Regions from separate parts of the Sus scrofa genome. Here all the other regions are linked to region 2. The links are chromatin contacts, called in public Hi-C maps. All regions are on one chromosome and are shown on one strand. Each heading gives the region's core, a stretch centred on a gene start, on an enhancer-like site or on the middle of the called end of the contact. The rest is flanking DNA. Distances are from core to core; before and after follow the strand shown.

Region 1 (4,388 bases), core at 1,187-3,686, 170 kb before region 2:
AAGGCAGTTCTGAATACGTGAGAACTAGGAAAACGGTGTTTATGAAACATGCAAGCACACCTTTATACATTTCCTAGCAAGACTATCAATTCCCTCACTGAGCTTCCCCATCCAGGTTCAGTTTAATGGAGCCCAAGAGCAATTTACTCTGTGCCTAATGCTAAAATTAATTTTTACAGTGAATTGTAGGCTTTTTATTTTTTGTATTTTTGGTTTTTTAGGCTGCACTCACAGCATATAGTGGTTCCACGCTAGGGGTCAAATTGGAGCTATAGCTGCTGGCCTATGCCACAGTCAAGCAACGTGGGATCCAAGTCACATCTGTGACCTACACCATCGCTCACAGCAACACTGGATCCCCGACCCACTGAGTGAGGCCAGGGATCACACCCGCATCCTCATGGATACTAGTCAAATTCGTTTCTGCTGCGCCCCAACAGGAAACTCCTGAATTTAAAACCACACTACCATCAAGTATGACTACATATGCTGAGTGGTACTGTAGTACGATTATAGTGGAAAAGCTTAGGCTCTGAGAGAGATTTCGTTTCGGTCCAGCTCTAAGACTAAGCTGAATAACTTTGGGAAAGTCTTCCCAAACGCTGTTTCTTCTTTGGCAAAGATGGGAAAACTAGCTACTTCCCACCACTGTTATGGGGTTTTAAGAAATTCCCATAATTAAAAGTTATGTGTGGGCCTGTCGCACAGTAGGCCTTCAACATTACATTGTTCCCTAGCCCCTCATGTTTTGGGAACCACAACACATGTGTTTTGTTCCCTAACACATCATGTTTTGGGAACCGCAAATCATGCAGAAAGGTTCAAGTCGGAATGATACAGAATCCATGCCCTACGTGTATTGGTGTCTGACTCACACACATTCATCTGCTTTATAATCACAAAATAAGGTGACATACCCTCACAAGCTTGGCAAATGGCCTGACCACAGATGTACTGAAGCATCGCACCTTAGCAACGAAAAGAGAAAGGAGATCAAATGAGATTACTTCAAGGATTTTTGCACTTAAACCAAAGTAAAAAACAGTAAGTATGACATTTAAATGATTCGTTTCTTTCTTTTTAGGGCTGCACCTGCAGCATATGGAAGTTCCCAGGCTAGGGGTCAAACTGGAGCTATAGCTGCTGGCCTACACCACAGCCACAGCAACACCAGATCTGAGCTGGGTCTGCCATCTACACCACAGCTCACGGCAACGTCAGATCCCCGACCCACTGAGTGAGGCCAGGGATGCAGCCTGCATCCTCATGGATACTAGCCAGATTCGCTTCTGCTGCACCACAACGGCAACTCCTAAATGATTCGTTTCTTGTGTTTCTTTGTATCATCACAGATTACACGAGGGTGGGCTGTTCTTTTTTGCCTAGGAGTAAATTTCCCCACTGAGAATCATCCCAGCAGCTTGGGAAACTGCAGGCCCACTCACTTCCTAGTTTACTAAAACAGGCTGAGGCTAGCACACCAGTATCAGAGAGAAGAAACCAAATTTAATGAAACACGCTGTTCCAAAAAATTTAATGCGACTTTTGGCATTTATATTACTACCCTTGGGCGTGGTTTTAATAAAAAGTGGGAGGATTCCAGGAATGATTTGCAAGAGATGTACCTTCTTAGACTCGAACTGCTATCTGAAAATAAAGATGAATTCTTTGGGTTACCCAGCAGTCTGTTGTGAGAACAGATCCCAGTATCTTGCAGATACTACCTTGAGATTGTTGAGACAGTATCACCTTGTCTATCAAGAGTTGGAATTCGTAATTTAAAAAGCACCTGCAAGGGCACAGGTCACCTTCAAGTAATCCCGGCTCTGGAATGTACTCGAAAGGTTGTGAGGATTAACAGACCGTAACACTTAGGAAACCTTACGGAAGCTATACGTAAGGAATCATGCAGTATGAAGAGCACGAATTTTCTTTCAAACTCTATCTTCTGTGGGTTCGAATCTCAGCTCTACCCCTTATTCGCTCAGCAGCCAAGGACGAGTCATTTAAACCTTTCGGTCTCATTTTCTTTATAAAAAGGTGGAATGTGTTTCACAAATATTCCTTAGCATTACTGGTGACCTCTACGACAAAGATGGAGCCCCCTTCTCCTGTGCCCCTCAAAGCAGCTACTTTCTAGGGGTGTGCTCTGAGGACACCAAATGCAGACATGCGCAGCCCCGCGCCCACCGCCCTGCGCGCATCCCGGGGGGAAGCCGGGCCGTCCGGCTGCCTGCTCTCGCCCCCGCTCTCCTGGCCCCACGACCTTGAACGGCAGCCACGCTCCCCCAACTGTGGCCTCAAACCGTAGCGCTTAGAGGCCTGGTATGGGTCACCCCAGGAGGGTTCCTTCCGCTGGCTTTCAACACCGCCATTCTCTCTCACCTGCCGGGAAAGCCCGGACACTGCTTGGGAGGCCATCTTCTCCTGGGAGGCTGTAGGTCAAACCCTACTTGGCGAGAGAGAACGAGAGCGCATGCGTGCGTCAGCGTAGTCGCTCGGCTGCTGGGAAATGTAGGCCTAGGTCGTCAAATCTCATGCGCAGGAATCTTCCTCAGGCTGGGAGCTGTAGTCCTTAGGAGCGGGTGGTCAGGGCGGAACCTACAGGGCTGGGGGTGGGCTAGTGGTTTGGGTCAGCCCCTGGAAATGAAGTGTATACGTTACTAACTGGCCTTTACTGTAGGATGGATGTATTGCCACTAGTTTTAAATTTCCATTGGGATAAGTACGGTGACATTTATTCCATGTCACCTTCGTCGCTAGCATCATTAGCGTGTTTACCTTTCTTACCCAAAGGGTATATCGAGCGTAGATCCGCGCACTGTGTATACCCCCACCCCCACCCCGCAAACCCGGGCCTTATAGCTCTAGCAGGGGACATTTTGTGACCAGTACCTCTGTCCCACCTTCGCCCCATCTCACTTGAGTACAGCATTGACCTCTTGGTTTGTGCAGGCATGTGAGGGTCTGCTGTTTAAATACTTCCTTCTGGTAGAGCAGAGTGATTATCTGAGAATCAGACCTAAAAATAGAACTGGGGTTTGAGCAAGTGTGACATTGAAACTGAGAACCCCAAACTAGCTCTGGTTAGTTTCTCTGCATTTATATTATTATTATTACTTTTTGGTATTTTTAGGGCCGCACCCCCTGCATATTGGAGGTTATGGAGGTTCCCAGGCTAGGGGTCTGATGGGAGCTGTAGCCGCTGGTCTAGCCACAGCCACGCCATATCTGTCAGATCTCAGCAGCGTCCACAATCTACGCCACAGTTTAGGGCAACGCTGGATTCTTAACTCACTGAGCGAAGCCAGGCATCAAACCTGCATCTTCATGAATATTAGTCAGATTGGTTTCCCCTGAGCCACAGGGGGCGGGGGCGGGGGCGGGGGGGGGCGACTCCTCTCTGCATTTATAAAAACAACCTCTTTACACCCCATTTCCCCCTAAACAGAACTTACTCTAATTTTCTCTTCTATAGGGTTGGAATTCCCTAGTTGCAGTAATGGAGTTCTATAGTCAATTAAAAAGTGTTTTTCTACTCAGATCTATTCTTTTCTACAGGAAAACAGATGAAGTCATTAATTTACTTTTTGACTGCAGTTTTCTTTTTTCTTGCCTTTTTTTAATGCTCACCTGCAGCATATAGAAGTTCCCAGGCTAGGGGTTGAATGGGAGCTGTAGCTGCTGGCCTACACCGCAGCCACAGCAAAGCCGAGTCTGCGACCTACAGCACAGCCCACGGTAGTGGTGGATCCTGACGCACTGTGCAGGGCCAGGAATCCAACTGAGTCCTCATGGATACTAGTGGGGTTTGTTACCGCTGAGCCACAACGGGAACATTTGAGTGCAGTTTTCTCATCCTTACAAAAAACTTGTTAGAAGGCAGAATCTATTTTTCTGGAATGTTATTGCCCTCTTTTCTACCACCCATAAGCAGCTGTTGTCAATATTTGGTACGTTATCTCCCATTACTTTTTCAGATAGTGGCCTGGTCTACCCAGTCTTGAATCCCAGTCCTTTCATTGACCTTGACACAACTATATAACTTCTCTGCGCTTCAGTTTTCTTATCTGTAAAGTGGTTATTATAATAGCACCTACCTTACAGGGTGTTAGGAAAAATAAACTATACATACGAATGTACATACACACATATGTATTTAGCATTCAGAGCAATTGTCTGACAGACTGGTAGTCACTAATATTCTTTATTTTGTGTTTGTTTTTATTACATAGACAGATTCGCAATCTACATAATTTAGTGTCTTGCCTTTTTCCTTAATACAAGAAAAAAGATACTAAATTATATGTGGATTGTAAATATATGCTTACAATATAATATAAGCATGTTTCCAAGTGAGAAAATGATCATAAACATAATTTTAATGT
Region 2 (4,622 bases), core at 1,965-4,464:
TGTATGAGTTTCTTATATATTTGGATATTAACTCCTTATTAGATATATAGCTGGCAAATATTTGTTCCTATTCTGTAGGTTTCTTTTTCATTTTGTTAATTATTTCCTTCTTGTGCAGAAGATTTTTAGTTTGATGCAATCCCATGTGTCTCTGTTTGCTCTTGGTGGCATATCCAATAAATTATTACCAAGACCAATGTCAAGAAGCTTCTTCCCTATGTTTTCCTCTAGGAGTTTTACGGTTTCAAGTCTTATATATGTGACTTTAACCTATTTTGAATAGATTTGTGTGTGTGGTGTAAGAGTCCAATTTTATTATTTTGCAAGTGGATATCCAGTTTTCCCAGCACCATAGATTGAAGAGACTATCCTTTCCTCTGTGTGCTCTTGGACCCTTGTTGAAGATCAGCTGACTTTCATTTGAACTTCTACCTGTGGATTTACTTCTGGACTCACTAACCTTTTCCATTGGTCTCTTTTTTTTTAATGCCAGTGCTCTTTTGATTACTGTAACTTTGTAGTATAACTTAAAGTCAGGACGTATGATGCCTCCAGCTTTGTTCTTGCTCAAAATTGCTATGGCTATTCAGGGTTTTTTGAAATTCCAGAGATTTGGGATTTAAAAATTCTCTAAAAAATGTCATTTTTTTTTTTTTTTTTTTTTTTTTTTTTTTTAAGGCTGCAGCCAAGGCATGTGTAAGTTCCTGGGCCAGGGTTGGACTCTCAGCCACACCCTTGACCTATGCCCCAGCTGTGGCAATGCTGGATCCTAAACCCATTGCACTGGGCCGAGGATGGAACCCATGTCCTAGCAGTGACCGAAGATGCTACAGAGACAATGCCAGATCTTTAACCCACTGCGCCACAGCAGGAACTCCTGTCATTGATATTTTGACAGGGGTTGCATGGAATTTGTAGATTGCTTTGTGTAGTATTGGCATTTTAACAATATTAAAGAGTTCTGTTGTGGCCCAGCGAGTTAAGAACCTAATATCCATGAGGATGTGGGTCTGGTCCCTAGTCTCAATCAGTGGGTCAGGAATCTGGCTTGGCTGTGAGCTGTGGTCAGATTGGATGTTGCTGTAGATGTGGTGTAGGCCAACAGGTGCAGCTCCAATTCATTGCCTCATCTGGAAACTTCCATATGCTTCAGATGTGGCCCTATAAAAAAACAAAGGAAAAAAAAAGAATTTCTGGGAGTTCATGCAGCCCTAAAAAAAAAAAGAATTCTTTTGATATCTTTGCGTTTAATTGAGTTTGCTTTAATTTCTTTCATCAATGCTGTGTAGTTTTCAATATATAAATATTTCACCTTCTTGGTTAAACATAGTCATAAGTATCAGAGTAATTTTGAAAATTAATACATGAATACTGAAGAAATGTTTTATAATTCTAAATAATGACTGTATATAGTACAAAATTAAAAAATCTTTTTGGTGAACGTACGTTTATAGTTACAGTAGGAAGACACTAAGTTTGCAGCAGCGTTAAGATTTCGTTATTAATTTTTACTGAACCCACCCCAAGCATTTTGCTGCTGTGCTTAAAAAAAAAAAAAAAAAGTTGAGGGTGTGTAAAGTTTATTAACAACCAAAAAGGAAAAAAAAAAAAAAAAGATGGAACAGCTACAGAATATGGGATACTTCCTTGTTTACAAATTTCACCTGCAGGAGGCATGTTGTAACCAGCATTTCAAATAATCAAAGGAATATAGGTTTCCTTTTTCTCCTTTTCAGGAGAAATGGGATGAGCCCTTGAGCAGCCACCAGATTGCGGGAGCTGGAGGTGCTGATTGTGCCGCAGTAATGTGCAGTCTCGCCAATTTCCTTACACTATTTGTCAGGTTAGAGGGCGGTATAGAGGAAGAAGCCAGATTCTCTCACCTCTGGACACCTTAGGGGGAACTATGGCACTTCCAAGGGCAAATGCTAAAAGTTGAAGTCAATTCATGGTATTGCCCTGGTCTTTGGCTTGGCATATTCCTTTGCGGTTCTTATTTTCTCATTCAAAGGGGGACATGTTGTTGATGGGGGGGGGGCGAGGGGAGGAGCCGAAGAAGGGACCTTCCTGCAAAACCTCTAACTCTCTTCTGAAGGCCCAGAAATTCCTTGCTTCCTTCTGTTATTTATTTACAATATTCTATTTTTTTTAACCTAAAGTTAAATTACACTCACCAGGTCATTTGTATTGATACCTGTATTGTTTCTTTTTGCAAAAATATGGGTGGTGGTGAAGTCCAGGAAAAGAAAATGTAATCCATATATCACAGAAGAGATTGTGTTCAAATCGTCTTCATCTTGGCGGCGGATGGGAGGTGGGGGATGAGAAATAATAATTTGTCTGGATAAGGTACAAAGGGACTCTATTCTTCGTTTACATAGAGTACATGGTAAATCTACCCAATAATACCAGCACATTAATTTGTGCGAATGGAGAACCGGAAGCTGGACTGCGAGTATAAGCCCAGCCTCCATACAGTCTGGACCCAAATTTTGTCTGTTACTATCTGACCTGGGGCTAGTTACATAACCTCTGCGAGCCTGTATTTCTAAATCCCTTAGGTGGGGTTAATAATAGTTCTTGCCTCATAGCGCTGTTGTGAGAATTTTACGCGACACACGTTAAAGTGGTGTCTTGCCTGACGCGTAATAAGTGCTCAGTAAGTTTTACTTCTTATAACACTAAAGTTGACAGATACTTCGCCTATAGACGCTTTTGTGGGGCAAGCGTGGGCGAGGACGACAGTTGCAAGGAGATCAATCTTTAAGGAATGGAGCTGGAAAACAATGCATTTAGTACACCTCCGGCCAGGGAAAGTAGAGCCAAAGGCTGGAGGGAGAGGTGAGGTCTGTGTGCGTGTTTGGGGAGGGTGGGGGTGGGAGTAAGATGGAAGGCCAGAGACTGCTCCTTCCAGGGCACGCACGATCCCAGATGGTTGGTTACTAAATGACTTACCGAGCATTTAGCCTGTTCCCTAAATGAACGCCCAATAAACATTTAAAGAATATTGGTTCGAGCCCAAGTATTAGCCTGCCCTTGACAACAACACGTGGGTCAGGCCGTGCTCATACAACAAATGCTGGTGTGTGCAGGCATCTTTCTCAGCGGTTTACGAGCATCAACTTACTCGGAGGCATCGCAATCACGAGAAGGAGGTGTCCTTCACATCCCCCTTTTCCTAAGAGCCTGCCCGAGGTCAGGCAGCCGGCGAGGGATGGGATACGACCCGAGCCCGGTGGCCCACAGCCTGCGCCTGACGCCCACCACGCTGGGGAAGGGGCCCCAGGAGGCCGCGCTAGCGGCTGCGCTAGAACACCGAGCTGTGGGCAGAGGCGGGAGGGGCAGTACGCCCCGGGTGTACCCCGCGGGCGCTGCGCGGGGGCGCAGACCGAAGCGGGAACGTTCCGGAACCCGGATGCGCGGCCGTGGGTGGCGAGAGCTTGGGGTCCGGCAGAGACCCCGTGCAGAGAACAGTGGTCACCGACAAGGCAGGCCCCTTACGCTTAAGAGTCGCGGGGTAAGGGCGCGCGCACAGACCAGACCGCACCGCAGCGCACGCGCACACGGGGGCGCACGCTCGCTCGCTCATCGCCCAGGATGAGACGGAAGGCATGGAAAGTTCCAGCTGGTTCGAGAACCATACGTAGCAAGCGCGGCGGCAGCGGCAGCTGCAGGGTCGGAGGCGTGTGCAGCTCCCGCTGGCAGCTCGCAGAGGGGACCCGCGGTGCTGCCCTGCTGCAGTGGCTGCCTGGCCAGGGCGCTGGTCCCCGCGCTGGCTGCCGACCGCAGAGAGCGGGGCTGTCGAGGGGGCGCGGCGCGGCCGCCTTAAGGAGGGGGCGTGGCGTGGCGCGCGGGGGGGCGTGGTTAGGCGAGGGGGCGTGGCGGCCCGTCTGCGCAGCTGCCAGAGCCTTTAAGCCCGGGCTCGCGCGGCCGGAGCGTGCTTTCGCCGCCTGGGAGCCTTCCGGTCCAGCGGTCCGCCAGGTCTCCGCGGTTCCCGCCCTCTTTCATCCCGGGAGACGGTTCCGTGAGGAGCCGCGCGCTGTGCATTCGGGCATGCCCCGCTACGAGCTGGCTTTGATTCTGAAAGCCATGCAGCGGGTAAGTGACCTTCCCCTCAGAGCCCGCCTTCTCGCGCGGGTGTCCCAGTGGCCGCTAGGCCGCCGCCCCCCGCTCTCCCCGCGCGGCCGGGAGGGGGTCGGGGCCGCGGGCGGGCGGCGGGCGCCCGCGCCGAGGGGACGCGTGGGGCCGGCCGGCGGCTCGGCGAGGCCGCGTGCGCGCGGGAGGCGGGGGTGTGCCGACGCGGGAGCGCGGCCGCGGGAGGGTGTGCCTCGCACGCGGCCGCCGGGCAGGCTGGCTGGCGGGCGGGCGGGGGTTGGGGGCGGGGCAGCCCACGGGGGTCCAGTGGAAGGTCCGCGGGAGGACACGCGCCAGCGTCCGGCCCCGCGCCCGCCGTCGGGAAGCAGCCTCGTCGCCGGCCCCGCCGCCGCCTGCTCCGGCGCAGCTCCGCCGCCCACCCGCCTCTGCCTCCGCCTCGCCGCCGCCGCCTCCACTCTAGCGCCCGCCGGCAGCCCCGGAACTGTCCGCGCTCAATAAAACCTTCTGCAAAGCGTGTTTGTGCAGTT
Region 3 (4,697 bases), core at 462-2,961, 140 kb before region 2:
CACAAAACAGTGTCTGACTTGGAGGTGCTCACACTCTGGGAGGAAAATATCTAAACAGATGTGAAATTCACTCAAAGATAAATATCTAAGTGAATATATCTAAGAGGCCGAGAGCTTCATGGAGAAGATGAGATGTGTGCTGGGCCGTGCAAAATAAGCAGACGTTCGTCCCATGCTCAATAAATGTCAGAATCAGAACCTGAACCCAGGGATCCTGTGGTCTGTCTGGTCCAGCACAATTTTTTTGTTTTGTTTTTTTTTTTTTTTTTTTTGCTTTTTAGGGCCACTCCTGGTGCATATGGAGGTTCCCAGGCTAGGGGCCTAATTGGAGCTACAATCTGCCGGCCTATATCACAGCCACAGCAACGCCAGATCCAAGCTGTGTCTGCAAATTACACCATAGCTCATGGCAACACTGGATCCCAAAACACAGAGCGAGGCCAGGGATTGAACCCGCAATCCTCATGGATTCATTTCCACTGTGCCATTATGGGAACTCCGAGCACAGTTTTTTTTTTTTTTTTTTTTGGAGGATGTACCCATGGCAGGTGGAAGGTCCAGGGCCAGGGATTGAACCTGAGCCACAGCAGTGACTGGAGCTGCAGCAGCAATAACGCTGGCTCCCTAACCCACTGAGCCACCAGGAAACTCTTGGTCCAGCACAATTTGTGTGGCAAATGCGCTTCTCTTTTTTTCATCTGAAAATCCCGGTTTTCTTTGTGTCTTATAACTCCTGCTGGATTTTTCTGAAAGCCTTATAATGATGCTGTCATCTGCACTGCACAAAGTGAAGCAGAGCTCTTTGTTGGGGAGAAAGGGAGCAGCAGGCTGCTGGAAAGGAATGGGTGGAAGGCAGAATGCTGACCAGGGTACCGTCCCTTCTAGCCCAGAGACGTTCCGTTTCAGCATCCTCGCACTTGGTGACTTTCCAGGCAGCTGATGGCGTGGAGAACCTCAGTCCTGTTTACCTGTTCTCCCAGCCATTACTCACCTCGTCCCACACACCCCCACACTCGCACACAAAGCCGTGGAGTGACATCAAGAAAAAAAAAAAATCAAACCCCTTCCCCCAACCCCATTCTAAAATGTCAAGTGGTTCAGTTTGGAGGAGAAAAGAAAGCTGAAGAAAGCATGACTCATGACAGGGCTGACAAACAACTATCTGGAGGTATGCTGGTGAGTCACGTAGTGGAGATCAGCCTTTATGTTGTGAAAAGGACCGGGGATTGAAGGAGCATCATGGGACCAGCCAGTAAAATTCCACTAGTGTCTGAAGCCGATTTGGAGGTAATTTAAAAAACCCTGGGCTTTTTCCAGCCCCAGTCCCGCGCCGGGCTCCACGTCCCCTCAGGTATGTTGATCTATACAGGAAATCAGAAAGAAGGATTATGCATAACTGGAACAAAACCACTATTGTCTTTCCATGCCCAGTGCCATGCCGAACCAGCCCTGTTTGCTTCATCGAGCCAGCGAGACTGCTGAATTTTCTTGAAGGGTATTGGGTTGCTAGGCAACAGCGCTGGCAGCATCCATCATGCCCGGCAATGTCAGTGGCCCCGAGTGTGGCCGGCAGAACACGCCTGCTTCCCTCCCCCACCTCCCCTCGCACCCCTCCCCCATGCAAACGTTAATTTGAATCTTGGGGACAGGACCTGTGCCAGGTGATTCTGTGTATAAAACACCACGGGGCAGCACATGAAGCACAAATATTGTTTTTGGTTGCAAAGCAGTGCATGTGACGTAGTTGAAAATACAGCCTCATTTGTGTACACTCCTCACATAAAGCATGGAGGCATAATTTTGAAAGCCTGCACGTCAAATATCCTGGTGTGTTCTGCCTTTACATCATTTTTTTTCTCTCTCTCTCTCTGCCCATATACAGCATCTTGTTTACACCCTGTCCTGTCCATATCTCTCTCCCTCCCTTTTTTCTGTGGTCTCCTGGGTGATGGAGCTATTGTTTGCCTGTAGGGCTATGTGGACAAAAGGGAGCCTATTTCTACATGGGAGACAGCCCTGTGGTTAATCTTTGCAGGCTGCCGTTCACAAGGGCTGTCACTGTGGCACCTTTGCTCAGGAAGTGCCCATTTTCTGGGTAGAGTCTCCACCTGGGTCCCATCTGTCTGTGCCTTTTACTTCCTTTCAAGGGGCAGCAGGCTGTGTAAGTGGATAGAGTTCCAGAGGCAGAGTGTGGACAGGAGAGGATCAGCACTGGAGTTAGACCCACATTCAAATCCTTTCCTTTCTCCTATCAGCTCTGGTGTCTTTGGCAAGCTTCTTTCCCCACTTCTGAAAAAGACGTTAATAAAAACCACCTCCCTGCACTATGGGGAGGGCTGAGTGCGTTAACGCTTCCATATGCCTGGCTCCCAGTATTTATTAGGTGGCAGATATTATAAGGATTGAGAGAATTGCAGATGATTCCCAGTTGAAAGGAGGTTTAAAATCTGGTGCAGCCCAACAAGGGATTCTAATCCTCCTGCTTCTCCCAGCGGAATCAGGGCAGGATCCAGTTAGACTGCCAAAGCGACGCTTCTTGATAGGGTTGGGCTCTAAGTTTTCAGGCTACTGGCCCAGTGATCTTTTTTTTTCTGGGCCCATTATGATCTCTATTCCCTTCCTTAAAGTTATCTTGGCTTTGGGGGGTCTTATGGGGGACTGATGTTCCTCCTTCTATAACTGAACAAGGTTACCTGGCAGGAAGATTTGGTTGATTGCGAGACTTTGATGTGATCAAGGCCTGGAATTTTTTTTTTTTTCTTTTCTTTTTAGGGCTGCACCTGTGACATGTAGATGTTCCTGGGCTGGGGTCAAATCAGAGCTGCAGCTGCTGGCCTACACCACAAGCCACAGCAATGCGGATCTGAGCTGCATCGGTGACCCCACGGCTCACAGCAATACAGGATCCTCAACGCACTGAGCAAGGCTAGGGATCGAACCTGCATCCTCATGGGTACCATGTTGGGTTCTTAACCTGCTGAGTCACAATGGGAATGCCAAGACCTGGAATTTGACTGGAGGCCTGATGAAGCTGAAGGATGTGCCCCCAGGAGCCTGGGAGGATGACACTGTGGGGTTTTCCTCTGATAGTGCTAGCCTGCTTTACGCTCGCTCTGCTCTGAAGCCTTCAAGCAAGAACTACATCTAATGCCCACTCAAGGCTGGGCTCCTAAACAGGAAATAGATGAGATGCCTTATCTGATGGTGACTTTCTAATTCTAGGTTTTATTTAACTTAATTAAATTAATTAATTAATTAATTAATTTATTTTTTGTCTTTTTGCCTTTTCTAGGGCCGCTCCCGTGGCATATGGAGGTTCCCGGGCTAGGGGTCTAATCGGAGCTGTAGCCACCAGCCTACACCAGAGTCACAGTAATTCTAGGTTTTAAACCACAACCACCAAAGATGGTGGGTGCCAGCAAACCTTCCTCAGGTATCACCAGAAGTGCTATTTCCCACATTTAAAGACCCTCTTCTCCACTCTCTAGAATCTGTGCCCTTAGAGAAACCATGCCCCTTGAAGGGACGTTCCCAGCCAAGGAAGAGGCAAGCGAACAGCCTTCAGCTCTAGCCTGGGCCAGCCAAGTCCTGCTGTCAGTTGGGCTTGCCACTCCTCTTTAGGACCTTGGGAAGAGGAGCAAGGGATGGGTCTGGGTTTACTCCAGCTCAGAGTTGAGGGAGAAGACTGATGGGCCAAGGAAATTAGGAGGTAGGCACACCAGTGCATCTGGGAGGGCCAGGGGGATGGGGAGGGCTGCATTGGTGGCAGCAATGAGGCGGTCTCTCCGGAGTCCTACCAGGGACGCTCTCTCTTCCTCCTGTCCCCACCAAGGAGATGGGAACACTGGACCACGAGGAGGTGGAGAGGATTCCTCCCAAGGCCAGACCCAATCTGCACTATAGGTCTTAAGAGCCCAGGATCAGTGACAAAATAGTCACATCCAGAATGCTGGTTGATGACATGAGCCAGACTTACTAGCTTTCCAGTCCTGGCTTTATCACTGGGCTGTGTCACTTCCAGCAAATCCTATAACCTCTTGGAGCCTCAGTTTCCTCATCAGGGAAAATGGGGATACTACTATATACCTTTGGGGTTATTTTGAGACAAATGGGATACTCCACTTAAAGCACTTTGCACAGTACCTGGCACACAGAATACTCTAGAACTGTTAACTCTTTTTTTGTTGTTGTTGTCTTTTTAGGACCGCACCTGCAGCATATGGCAGTTCCCAGGCTAGGGGTTGAACTGGAGCTTCAGCTGCTGGCCTATGCCACAGCCACAGCAACGCCAGGTCTGAGCCCCGTCTGTGACCTACACCATAATTCATGGCAATGCCGGATCTTTAGCCCACTGAGCTGGGCCAGGGATTGAACCCGAATCCTCATGGATACTAGTTGGGTTCATTACCAATGAGTCACAATGGGAACTCCTAGAACTGTTAATGCTTTGCTGTTGTTGTTATGGTCTAAGCATCTCTCTGGAAAAGAAGCTGTTTACCCGTACAGTGGGTTGTCACCTCTAATCCAATTGGTAGAAGCCCCAGTTCTACCTCAAAATGTGAAAGCCTTTCACTCAACCACAGAGAAGTGGTCCAGAAAACTCACCATCATGGCCGCTGGGGCTCATCCAGCCCCCGGGGAGGAACTACTGTTTCCTGCCAACAGTTTCCTTCTTTGAGTGGCCTGGGGCATAGCAC

What was found. Hi-C and Micro-C count contacts between places; a contact is called where the count stands out from the background.
Region 1: a contact with region 2 is called in a Hi-C map of embryonic fibroblasts, with 5 times the contacts expected there. The contact joins the promoter of ATP5O here to the promoter of MRPS6 in region 2. A contact is called at or near these places in 1 of 5 promoter capture datasets (liver), 15 of 47 Hi-C or Micro-C datasets (alveolar macrophages, blood, embryonic fibroblasts and 10 more) and 2 of 2 datasets of contacts at active chromatin or transcription factors (alveolar macrophages and skeletal muscle).
Region 3: a Hi-C map of embryonic fibroblasts shows a contact between it and region 2, with 2.0 times the contacts expected there. The contact joins the enhancer-like site here to the promoter of MRPS6 in region 2. A contact is called at or near these places in 12 of 47 Hi-C or Micro-C datasets (alveolar macrophages, embryonic fibroblasts, fetal heart ventricle and 9 more) and 1 of 2 datasets of contacts at active chromatin or transcription factors (alveolar macrophages).

The regions. Positions count from the first base shown.
Region 1 is chr13:197,517,094-197,521,481 of Sscrofa11.1, forward strand. It overlaps ATP5O (ATP synthase, H+ transporting, mitochondrial F1 complex, O subunit), which reads right to left and starts at 2,437. Exons shown (of 7, transcript NM_001044606.2): 1 at 2,386-2,437; 2 at 918-968. The coding sequence starts at 2,421.
Region 2 is chr13:197,684,692-197,689,313 of Sscrofa11.1, forward strand. It overlaps MRPS6 (28S ribosomal protein S6, mitochondrial), which reads left to right and starts at 3,215. Exons shown (of 4, transcript XM_021069846.1): 1 at 3,215-3,425; 2 at 3,509-4,098. The coding sequence starts at 3,215. SLC5A3 (sodium/myo-inositol cotransporter) reads left to right here and starts at 3,941. Exons shown (of 2, transcript XM_005657149.3): 1 at 3,941-4,098.
Region 3 is chr13:197,541,285-197,545,981 of Sscrofa11.1, forward strand. No RefSeq gene overlaps it. Among named protein-coding and RNA genes, the nearest start is that of ATP5O, 24 kb to the left of the region's middle. Within about 2 kb of position 1,712, at least 35 of the 83 cell types and tissues checked have an H3K27ac peak or open chromatin away from gene starts, as enhancers often do. A contact at or near this core is called in alveolar macrophages and embryonic fibroblasts, where this site is marked.